Linked DNA regions of Mus musculus: region 1 is linked to region 2. The links are chromatin contacts, called in public Hi-C maps. All regions are on one chromosome and are shown on one strand. Each heading gives the region's core, a stretch centred on a gene start, on an enhancer-like site or on the middle of the called end of the contact. The rest is flanking DNA. Distances are from core to core; before and after follow the strand shown.

Region 1 (5,822 bases), core at 721-3,220, 280 kb before region 2:
AGATGCCTGGAGCTAGGTTTAGTTTATAGAATTTAAGAATCTTCTGTTCCAGAATGATAGAATACTCTAGACTCTACCTTTAGGTGGACTTCCTTTTCTGGAGCCTAATGGAGTTTGCTTGGGTTGGCAAGGACCCCAGGAATCACATTCACTAACCCCTGACAGCTGCAAAGTTAACACTAGAGCTTTCACCAGAGGTAGAGGGTCTGAGGGGAGACACTGTGGGATGGGGTAGGATTAGGAGGGGAGCAGCCCAAGAGGCATGAAAATATGGTGTGCACATGCCATACTGCCCAAAGGTCTGGGTAACTGGGATGGTTCTCAGGGGGTCTTACAGAAGAAGAGCTCCCTTCATTTCTCATAATGTTGCTACTGTTGTCCATGACAACACTTAATTAAAATGTGCACCACATGAAGGCTGCTGTCACAGTCAGATGTCGAGCACGTGCACAGCTCTGCAGCACAACTCCCCAGTAGCCAGAGTCTTACCAGACAGTCACTCTCTCGGGGCCCTGTACACCCCGCAGCACATTGGTTGTGGCAGCAGTCACTGGGGGACCTGCCACGACAGCGATGGGAACATTGCTGGGCACAGATGATTTTGGTCACTGAAAAAGAAAGATTACCAGTGAGCTGTGTTTAAGTGGCAGCTCATCTTCTAGAGACACCAAGGAATGCTTGCACCCAGTAGAAAGAAATAAAGGAGGAACCATGGGTTTTGTGACAGGGAGCAGCTTCTAGGCTTTCACAGTCAGCCAAACAATATAATCACAACTTTCCCCTTGGTACATTTTTATCATTTATCTCAAATCACTTGGGAGAAATAATCGAAACAAGTCTGATCAGATCTTTTGAATAAGTAGATATTATCTAGGGAATTTCTGGCAATACAGAAGGCACATAGCAAGAAGAGCTCCTGGCAGGAGGCAGTGTTTAAAGGAACGAGATAGTTAGGTCACAAAGGCAATGAACTACAGTCAATTTTGAAGCTGACACACGCCCAGGTTCTTTGAGTGAAGCAGTAACCATGCTGAAGTAAATTAAACTTTGTTTTTTAAGTTAGTAGGATTCACACATGAACTCTGTGGAGCAACACCGTCAAACTTCTATATTAGTTGGCTCTGGAAAACGGGGAGGATTGGATCAGGGGACAAGGCATCCTGTGTGTCACCATGGACACTTGGGTGGTTGGCTTTCTTGCATTTAATGACAGGTTAAATTATCCCACGTAGTAAGCCTTAGATAGTTGTGCACTGTGATGTTTCCAAGACTGATGCTCATGAAGTGGTTAACTCTGAGTCTTTTGCCAAGCTCCTGTACTTGTTCAGTCACAAAGCGGAGGAGTGGAGGACCACATACTGTGTGGACTCCCTCACCAGGGCATGTTTCTCAGGCCCTGATGCTGCACTGACTTACATTTCTGGCAGTTCTCCTCTCCTCCTCCCCAGCAGCTTCCATTGGGACAGCTTGGATCACATTTGGGGCCTGAAATAAAAATCAAGTAGTTAAATGTGCATTTCAATAAAAGTAACAAATAACACGCAACTGACAACTCTCTCAAGGTCCTAAAGAATGTCCTAGAAATGAGGAACAGCTTGGAAACTTTGTATTCATAGTTGGGTTGGATGCTTTGTAAGCTAAATTAAAGGACTCCTGCACAAAAGAAAAAATGGTGAGCCTTGGGCTGCTTTTGCTTGTACTTCAGCTGTGGAAGCTGAGACAGAGGTTACTTACTGACTTGTCACAGCCACACAAATGACAAAGCTAATGAATTTAGGGTTTCGGAGGTGCCACCTGATTAGGCTTCTCTCTAACCAGATCCGCTCAATGTACACTTATGCACCTTGCTACATTCAGTCTTGACTGACTGTGTGGGGCAATCATCACTAGATATTTAGGATGTTATGTTGAGTCTGGTAAATGAACACTCCTTTCCTCCAAGCCATGAAGTGGTGCAGAACATGACACAGGAAGCGAACATTCTAATTCTGTGAGTCACTTGGCTAATCACCTAAAACCTTAGTTAATAGCTGGCATACTACTGTCTGGAAATCTTTGTAATTGCTAAATATTTGTATTTTTATAGTTGGTCAATATCAAGTTGCAGCTGCAAAGGGTTTCTATTCAGCCATTAATCATCCTGAGAACTGACGATCAACATGTTGACCAGCACAGATGTTGAGAATTTCTTTCTGGGAAGCACATTTACTTTTCTCGCCTTCACTTTTTTGTGGTGCTGCTTACTTACCACCTCCATTAGGCTTGTAGAGACCACTCTGCTTAGTTCTGTAGCCCTCTTCGGGCAATCTTATCTCACAGAACAATTTTATTTCACATGGAAGCTTATTTGACGGTGTCAGAACTCTCTTTGCAACTTGATACTTGATACTATAAATATTTATCCTCATGTTTCCTTCTAGAACTACACCTATATTTTGTATAAATATAACATATTTATTTATATATACTTACATATACTTAATACATATTTGGAACTTATATTGATGCATGGAGTAGCTGATGATTTTATGTTTTTTTTCTTTCTCATAAATTCACTCTTATAACCTCAATTTGTAAACTTTATCAATGATAAAATATGTTGGCCACAGTGGGCTGCTCTTCTGAATCTCAGATGCCTCACATGTATAGCATTTAAAGCCACCTCATAATACTGATTTTGTTGTTAAAGATGAAGTGCAAACTTCTCAAAAGGAACGCGCATCTGCAGCTATTCAATGAGGAGAGTAGAAGGAAGAGATCCAGGGGATAGAGATTCCCTATCTTCTAATATATATAACTCTCATTTTCTAGTTGTTTTTAAAAATCTGTTATAGCTCTAATACTTGGGCTATTTGTCCCTTAATCATTGGCACTGCAGAACAATTTACTGAATCAACTCTTACTTGAAATGTCACTTATTTATGCAATTTTGGTTCACTTAGGCTTATTCTCATGATGAGTGCTATAGTTTGAATACGTAACGACTCCTAGAGGTTCACGCTTTATGGCACAGAGAGGTGATGGGGACTTTAAGAGATAGGACTAATGACTACCTGGCAAGATGTGTGCGAACGTTATGAGGAGAAACTAACCATTCTTTAGCTTGACTTAAGACCTACTCCACAGATGGACACTGTGCCTGGTACTGCAAATTTGGCCAGGATCCCATGGCTCAAGAGCTCCTGAGCTCTCGGGAAGAACTGACTACTATTATTTTGCTACACAGACACATCATCAAGCTGCCCTCCAAATACTTATCTCTACAGTCATTAGTGCTCAGTCCTCATCAGAGAGGCTTCTTTGTGTGTTAGATAACGATTACTACAGAGACTCTCAAGTGCCAAAGTGCAGAGAGTAAGTGCCTATGGAATAGTCAGCCATAAATAGAATATCTGCCACACAGCCCACACTCCTAAGGCTCTAAGAACATCACAGAAAAGAGGGTGGGAAGATGATAAGAACCAGAGCCCAGGGAAGACTGCTGCGAGACAACATCTGGACACAGCACATCTGTTCTTCTCAGGAACTCTCAGCAGCTGTGGCTGCCTGCCTAAGCCCTGCATATGACCAAGCCTGTCAACATTCCAGCATGGGTGGGGGAAGGGATCATGAGAACTCATCCCTGACTGCTGGAAGAGGGTGTGGCCCCTGGTTGGTTAAGGATGCTCCAGTGGATGTCCTACATCCATGCACATATGTGCAGCACTGATTGTATTCAGTGGATTATTTTAACAAGATATAAAATTGGGATGAGGGCATGGGGAACAGAGGAATTGGAAAAAAAAAAGGGGATTGAATATGATCACAATTACTTATATACATGTGTGCAATTCTCAAATAATAAATAAAATGCTATATTAGGGGAAAAAAGGGTGGCAGTACTGGAATCTCAGCCACTGAAGGCAGGGTCTTTGAAGGAGCAAGCCAATCCTGATCTCTCCTCCTTTCTCTTGTGATTATGGCACCATCATGACACATGGGCTCACCATAGGCTCCAGAACACTATGGCCAACTGACTGTGGAGGAAAGCTGCAAAGCAGCGAGCCCAAGTAAACCTTGCCTGTAAACTAAGGCATTTTTATTCTAGTAACAGAGAGCTAAATATTATTAAATTAATACCTTTTCAGGTCAGAGATCAAATGTTAAAACATTTGAATCTTGTATACTGTTTTTCAACATTCCTTTGTGGGTTTTTCATATATCAATGAGTATAAATTTGCCATTGTAAGGTACTTGATTTTAACTGTGGCAAATTCAGCTCCATAACTCTCCATGTAATATTTTAAATATGTATGACTTAGTTCACCTATTGAACATCAAAAATCTTAAGAACTGCTAACCTTGATTTCATAGGTAATAACAAAAATCCATTGTAAAATACTGTTCAGTTTCTTACATGCTCAATGTCACAGTGTGTAGCTGGTAGGATATATATTTACAAAACAAAAAACTTAATACCCACACTCACAGTAATATTATTCAGAGAGTCAACCCAAGTGCCTATAAAGAGATAAACAAATGGTAGTACAGCCAATAACAAAATATTTTAAGCCTTGAAAAAAAAATTCCTAGCATAAACTACAATACGAATAAATTTTGGGGTCATTTAATCAAATGAAGTAAACCAGACACTAAACCACAAAAAAAGCATACGATTCCACTCTCATGAGGTACCTACAGTAGTCAAATTCATAGGTACATAAAGGAGGTTTGGATTGCCTGGGAGAAAAAGAAAATAGGTCATTACTGTTTAATGAGCTCAGAGTTTCAGATTTGTAAAATTTGAAGATGGTTGGTGGTTATAGCTGCAAAACAGTGTAGACACATAATGCTCCTAGACTGTCACATAAAAAGACCATGGTGTCAGATTTTTCTACATTTTTCAATGCATTAATAAAAATACAGCTATTAAGTTAGAAAGTTTTAGTTGATATTTTTGTGATTCATGTCCCTTCCACTAGAGGTCCAAACTCACCCTGTATGCAGCCCACAATTACAGGAACAGGACAGTAGAAAATGAGGCCATGCTTTATATTCAAGTATTGAAAGGTCAGTACTATTAGGAAGAACAGGTTTGGTGGAGTTTTGTTAAGTGAAAACATGTCATTCCAGAGATGGTGTTAGCAAAGGGCACAGGTTGCATCCCTAAGCTTAGTTGGCCCTCTGCAGGGCCCTCAGTTGCAGGGGGTTGCCTGAGGATTAGGGCATGGATGAGAACATTTAGGAAAATATGGAGAGCCCTCCTTTCTGGTTCTGTGTTAGAATGTTTACACTGATAAGCTGATGAGCAGAGCCCACGTTATCAGGATGACCTCTGTGCCACTGTAAGAGGTGGAATGGGAGATTCCTTGTACCAGCAGACCGCCACTGCAACTTGCACCATAGAGAAATTTCTCTCTGTTCAATAGTTTTATGAAGGTTCTACCATGATGGATGTTGTATTGAACAATGGAAAAATATTTATATTATTGTCTTGCATAAAATCTCCTCCAATGCAAAGAGCATTTGCTTACTACTTACTTTTCTTGTATGTTAATGAATGTGATCTAAAGTTAATATGCTCTCTCCTACCCCAACACTCCATTTCAGCCCACCAGAGGATCTGAAGATAATAAAAGGTAAAAGGCGCGCTTACAACTGCTCGGATGGCTCTGTAAGTCCATTGACATGTTGCTCATAAAGACGTTTTGGACGATGTCCCTCCACTGGATAGTATCCATATTGCAGAGGATGGGGTTGTTGCTGAATCGCACAGCACCAATCAGGATTTCTGCATGAATTGAACCACAGTGATCAGGGCCCTTTGCCTCCTATTAATTCAC
Region 2 (5,870 bases), core at 231-2,730:
TTCCAGGCCTGCCAAGGAAAGGAACAGATCCACATGCTCTCCTCTGAAGCCAGAGCTCCCACTCTTTGCTGCCCCTGCCCAGGAGGACAGGCCTGCAGCAAGATTCAGGATAAGTACAGTTATCTGTTAGCATTCCTTCTAGGCTCCGCCCAACAGTTACCTGGCAACAGCCAGGTAGGCCTGGCTCACTATAAAAGGGGTTGTTTGCTCCCTCCTCTTACTCTCTAATTTTCTCTGACTCTCTTCTCTCCCTGACCCCTTTCTCCCTCCCTCCCATTCCTCCGCACCCCTCTCCACCTGTTCCTGGACAGCCTTCCCCCCCTACCCCCGCTCTCCCCACCTCCCTTCTCCCCCTCTGTGTGTTTTTCTCTGCCTCTACTTCCTTCTAACCCCCCCCCCCCCCCGCTTCCCATGCCCTAAATAAACTCTGTCTACACTATACCTGTCATGACCCGCCAAGGCACCCCTCCCACCTCACCATACCTGGCTTTATCAAACGTATCCTCTTTCTTTTTATAAAACACAACAGTATCAGAAGCCATCTTGGCAAGGGTGGCCTGTTATGCTCCACACCAGCTTCTCAACTTCTGAATGTTCACATCCCAGGGAGCTTTGAAATATTCTGAAGCTTCTGTCTCTGTCTCTGTCTCTCTCTGTCTCTGTCTCTCACTCGTGCGCTCTCTCTCTCTCTCTTTCTCTCTCTCTCTCTCTCTCTCTCTCTCTCTCTCTCTCTCTCACACACACACACACACACATACATACACACACACACACACACTAGCAGATCCCACGGATCCTTTCGCTTCTGTAGAGCCAGGTTGATAGCTGACCAGCAGTCAGCCTGTCTTGGTCAGTGAGTATCCCAGTAATTTGGCTGCTTCAGCTACAGTAAATGACACTAGAGAAAAGGCATTCAAATGGAATTCTAAAAACATTCCTGAGAAATACCTGCCCAGTTTCAACTTGTCCAGCACTCTCCGCACAGAAATCTCCATGAATTCAGAATACAGATGAGGGACAAATGTAGATCTCAGCTACTAGGGCAAAAAAGCACCTTCAGGGCCCAGCCAACCTGGCCATGCCAGGGGCCAGGAGAAAAGCATTGCGGTTGCCCTTGCTGACTACATGGAGATTGATAAACCTGCAAAGAAAAGACTCCAAAATGGGCTACAGAAGGTTTAATGAAAGTTGAGTAGCAGCAGGGCCAGGTGGTCTGACCACCAACCTGCAGCCTCCCTGTTTGGAAGAGAGAAGGGCATGCCTTACTCACTCAGGCTAAGAAAACCCCCTGAAAACACGTCAGTAACCCTCTGCTCTCCTTTGGCTGCATCCCCCTGGGCTCTGCACTTGAAAGGCAATCTGGCAAGCCTGGTTACTCAAACACACCACGTGCCTTGCATTCCTCACAGGGCTCTACAAAAGGTCTTCCTCCAGCTCTCCATGGCAGCTGTTGCTGCTCCCAGAGCTGCTCCGGATGAGTGCATTCTGACCGGAGCCTGGCCTCCTGCTGACTCACTTGGTTACTATGGCCAAGTCACTCAGCGTCACTACACGCCTGGGTGACCCTATTTATAAATCTCACAGCAGCAAAAGGGCCTTCCTCACCCACAAGAAGCAGCCATGTTCTACTCTCGGGATACATCTAAGACCGGTGCTAACCCCAGGCAAAGAAGTTTGAGTCCTGATCCATTGAAGGGGCAGCTGGTTATAATCATCTTCCTTCAGCCTGCTTCCCACAAACAAACAAACAGAAAAATCTGCTGGAAGTGGGAAACGTTTCCTATGTTGCTAAATATAGCATTAAAGCTTTTCTAATTGTAAGTGTTAAGTAATAGTATTGCTAAAATCTCACACATTAAGTGTGGATAAAAGTGTCGGAAGCTTTGAAAAATCTCAATCTCTAAGGATAATTTTGAGAGTATTTTTCTATTCTGTTTCTTTCACATATGTGGAGTTGTATTTGTAAAAACAACACCGCTTCATCTTCTTCCTTGATTTTTACTCACTTTATTATAATTATGTTTGTCTTATTTCCATGCACTGTAATCTTTTAAGGTTTGTTTTAGAGAAACTTATGTGTTTTATAGAAACGGGGATATGTTTTCTAGAGCACCTTACGATGCAGTAGGAGGGCGTACCTAAGCAAGCCAACGACGAGGCCCCCTCCCAAGGTAGCATAGAGATTATTTGGGGACATGGGAAGGGGAGTTGAGAAGGGAATAGAGGGAGAGAAAGAAAAGAGGCAGGCCAGAGAGCATCGAGAAAAGGGGAGACCGGAAATGGGGAGAGAGGGAGAAAGGGGTCAGTCAAAGGGAGAAGAGAGTCAGAGAGATAGGGAGAGGTCAAACAATCCCTTTTACAGTAAGCCAGGCCAACCTGGCTGTTGCTAGGTAACTGTTGGGCGGATCCTTGAAAGAATGCCAACCGAAACAAAGAGATCTCTACTAATCTGTTTTTCCCTTATGTACTGTAATTTTTTTAAATTTGAAACTTATTTAATTTATTTGATGGAGGTGAAAATGTCTTTTATTTAGATAAGTAGCATCTACAAAAGCCCCTTTACTTATGTTTCTTACAATTTTGTTTACTGCTTAAGTGGTTCCATTTTTTATTTTCTTCCCAGCAGTCAACTGTATTGAAGCCATTAAACCAACTTCCCTCAAACTACAATCTGTGCAAACTCACACAACAACAGCAGCTGCTTCATGCTTAGCTTCCTTCCGGAGACCTCAGTATTCCCACTGTATCGAAGTATCTGAATTACCTGTGAATTTTAGTCCCCTAAGTCAGAGGGGCAACAATCAAGATAAGGGGGCTTAGAGACTTTTTAACAGGTTCATCATTTTCTACATTTTTTAAATTGTGAAGTACAAAATAATATACCTCATAAGAATTTAAATTCACTGGTGTTGAATGGATTCACCAGTAGGGAATTCACCAACATTAATTTTTAGAACTTCATTTTCTTTAACTAATGTTTATTCCATAAAAACAACCACTCCAGCCCCCCACCCCCACCCCCACCCCCACCCCCATTATTCTAGCTGCTGTAGCCTATCACTCTGTTTTCTGACCTGATGAATTTGATTGCAGTTGTCACCCATGTGACATACATAAATTGATTTTCTGTGACTGTTTATGTATCACCTGTCCTCAAGGTTCACCCATATTTTGTCAGAGCTTCCTTCATTTTAAAGCTGAATATTAGTTCGTATACATATCATGATTTTGGTTTACTAAATTGTCTTGTAAGTAATTATGTATTAGTTTTCAATTCTCAGATAAAATTGTGCAAATCATTTCCATCTTGATTTCTTTGGTGACCCGCTTAGCCTCCAACACCATGCTGTCTAATCCCCACTAGTTTGTGTACTTCTGCAGTTTCTCTTGGGATGGATTGCTGCCTTTATGTAATTGTTATCAGACAGGATGTAGGTAGTAGTTACATGTGATCCATGACGGCATTTAACTCCTATTTTTTTATTGTTTATTTTTTGCTGTGATGACCTGTCAATGGATGAGAAGGGAGTCTTAAAATCACCCACCATCGTTTTGCATTTTTGTTTTTAAAATTTATCCTTGTCCTTGAATGAGGGTTTCAGTTCCTCTCTTGTCTTCAAGCCCCGCCAAGGACATTTTGTCCTCTCAGGGATCCAATTCTGCTGGTGAGGCTTTTCCAAAGAGCTTTTTATTTAACTCATAGGATTTTTCATTTCTAGCACTTCAGTTTTGTTTTCCCATCTCTGCTGACTTAAAATTTAGATCATTCTGTCCTTTCCTGACCATTTCCATGAAGCTGTGTGTGCTCTCCAGAACTTCCCAGTAGTTTGTGCCCTCTTTCAGTTCTATGAACTTATTGATAATTCTTGCCTGGAATTTTATCTAGCTCACTCCCATTGCTGGCTGTTACACTCTGATTAGCAATGTTGAGGGAGACAAGTTCCCTGGGTTTTCCTGTTTCCTGTGCTTTGCCCTGGCTGGAACTTACACATTAGGAGCTACATTCCTGGGTGAATGTAAATATGACGATTGTGTTTATATGTCTGTGTTTTGAAAAATCAGAAATAAGTTACAAATTGGAACCACTTAAGTTTGTTTTTTTTTATGATGTGTTAAAATTATTATTGTCTGCCAGGTATGGTGGTACATGTCTTTATTCTTAGTACTTGAGAGGCAGAGACAGGTAGATCTCTATGAGTTTAAGGCCAGCCTGGTCAACAGTGAGTTCTAGGACAGCCAGGGCCATACAGAGAAATCCTGTCTCAAAAAACCAACATATATTATTTTATATATTTATATATAAATATGCTTATATTCTATATTTTAGCACACCTAATTAAAATGGACATGTGCATATTTATAAATTTTGGTAATATAATAAAGGCCTAATAAAAACATGTGCCCTACTGGGCAATGGTGATACACCCTTTAGTTCCAGCACTTGGGAGGTAGAGGCAGGCAGATTTCTGAATTTGAGGCCAGCCTGGTCTACAGAGTAAGTTTCAGGACAACCAGGGACACAGAGGAAACCCTGTCTAGAAAAAAAAAAGGAAAAAAAAGTGCCCTAATAAAATTGGATACTCATAACTTTTTAAAACATATTAAAGTGAAAGATTTTGGTCTATTTCATAAAACCTTAAAACACTATGTGTTTAATGCTATGTGTAAAACAACATTTACTGGAGTCACAAGAGAACCTTAAGCCATAAAATGCATGTTATATAGATACATGGTAAATGCTCCTTCCAAAATACATATACATATATATGTGTGTATAAGTGTATATGTGTATTCTTTTGTATAATATACATGGGTAACATACAAGTCAAATAAATTATTATTCAAAATATTTTTAATATAAAACTGCTAAAATTTAAGGTTTTAATTAAGGTTGACCTAACTACATATATATTAATGAATATGTGTGCTTTGTGTTTGCCAAAGATCTTTGTGGTAACTTTCTTTTTTAAAATTGGGAATTAAGGCCTGGCATGGTGGTGCACGCCTTTAATCCCAGCACTCGGGAAGCAGAGGCAGGCAGATTTCTGAGTTCGAGGCCAGCCTGGTCTACAAAGTGAGTTCCAGGACAGCCAGGGCTATACAGAGAAACCCTGTCTCAAATAAATAAATAAATACAAACAAACAAACAAATAAATAAATAAATAAAAATGGGAATTATAAAATACATAATTCCAACAATCATCCACAGTTGAAACTCTTGTTTTAAAAAAATCTGTCTTATCTTTCTTACTGTATGATTGTATATGTATACATACCTCTGTCTTACTACATGTATGCACTGTTCACATGTGCTATATTTTTCATATCATTCATTCAGTGCCGAATTGGCTTGTAAGTGGTCAAATAAACTAAAGCTGTTCAATAAGTCCACTTCCTCTTGGTTCATAGTAAAAGTAGAATTTTAATGGGAAAAGTCCTAAATCTAACTCCATCAGACTAAGAAAAATTGGCTAAGTGCTCAGTATGCCTATCATAGGGACAAAGTAATGACAAACAGTATTTAGTCAATTGAAACAAATACAGATGGCTGATGATTCTAGATCTTACTTTGGAAGACTTCATGTGAGTTCTTAAATTTAAATTTTTATAAGAATTCCTAAAGGATTAGATAGGCATATTTATCCTGTTCTGGCGTTATCTCCCTGATTCTTGTCTCAGCTCTGGTTCACCTGAAGATCCCTGTTGCTCAGGGTTACAAATTAAGAGACAATTATCCCTGGTTCAGGGTGCAAACTTTTCCTACATGGTAAATGCACTCCTCTGAGATGATAAGCCCTTTATTGGAAGGAGTAAGAATATGACTTATCCTTGTACTTCTGGGTGACTCATCTATGTGTGATCATGTAGAT

The links. A called contact is a pair of places that touch in the nucleus more often than the background predicts.
Region 1: a contact with region 2 is called in a Hi-C map of pancreatic cancer cells, with 3 times the contacts expected there. The contact joins two enhancer-like sites. A contact is called at or near these places in 2 of 15 datasets of contacts at CTCF or cohesin (pro-B cells and stem cell-derived epiblast-like cells), 6 of 484 Hi-C or Micro-C datasets (the AML12 cell line, the N1E-115 cell line, adipose-derived mesenchymal stem cells and 3 more) and 7 of 115 datasets of contacts at active chromatin or transcription factors (astrocytes, embryonic stem cells, epiblast stem cells and 3 more).

Annotation. Positions count from the first base shown.
Region 1 is chr11:16,862,894-16,868,715 of GRCm38.p6, reverse strand. Egfr (epidermal growth factor receptor) reads right to left here. Exons shown (of 28, transcript NM_207655.2): 4 at 5,636-5,770; 5 at 1,417-1,485; 6 at 490-608. Among named protein-coding and RNA genes, the nearest start is that of Egfros, 35 kb to the right of the region's middle. Within about 2 kb of position 1,970, at least 15 of the 459 cell types and tissues checked have an H3K27ac peak or open chromatin away from gene starts, as enhancers often do. A contact at or near this core is called in pancreatic cancer cells, where this site is marked.
Region 2 is chr11:16,587,246-16,593,115 of GRCm38.p6, reverse strand. No RefSeq gene overlaps it. Among named protein-coding and RNA genes, the nearest start is that of Sec61g, 82 kb to the right of the region's middle. Within about 2 kb of position 1,480, at least 232 of the 459 cell types and tissues checked have an H3K27ac peak or open chromatin away from gene starts, as enhancers often do. A contact at or near this core is called in pancreatic cancer cells, where this site is marked.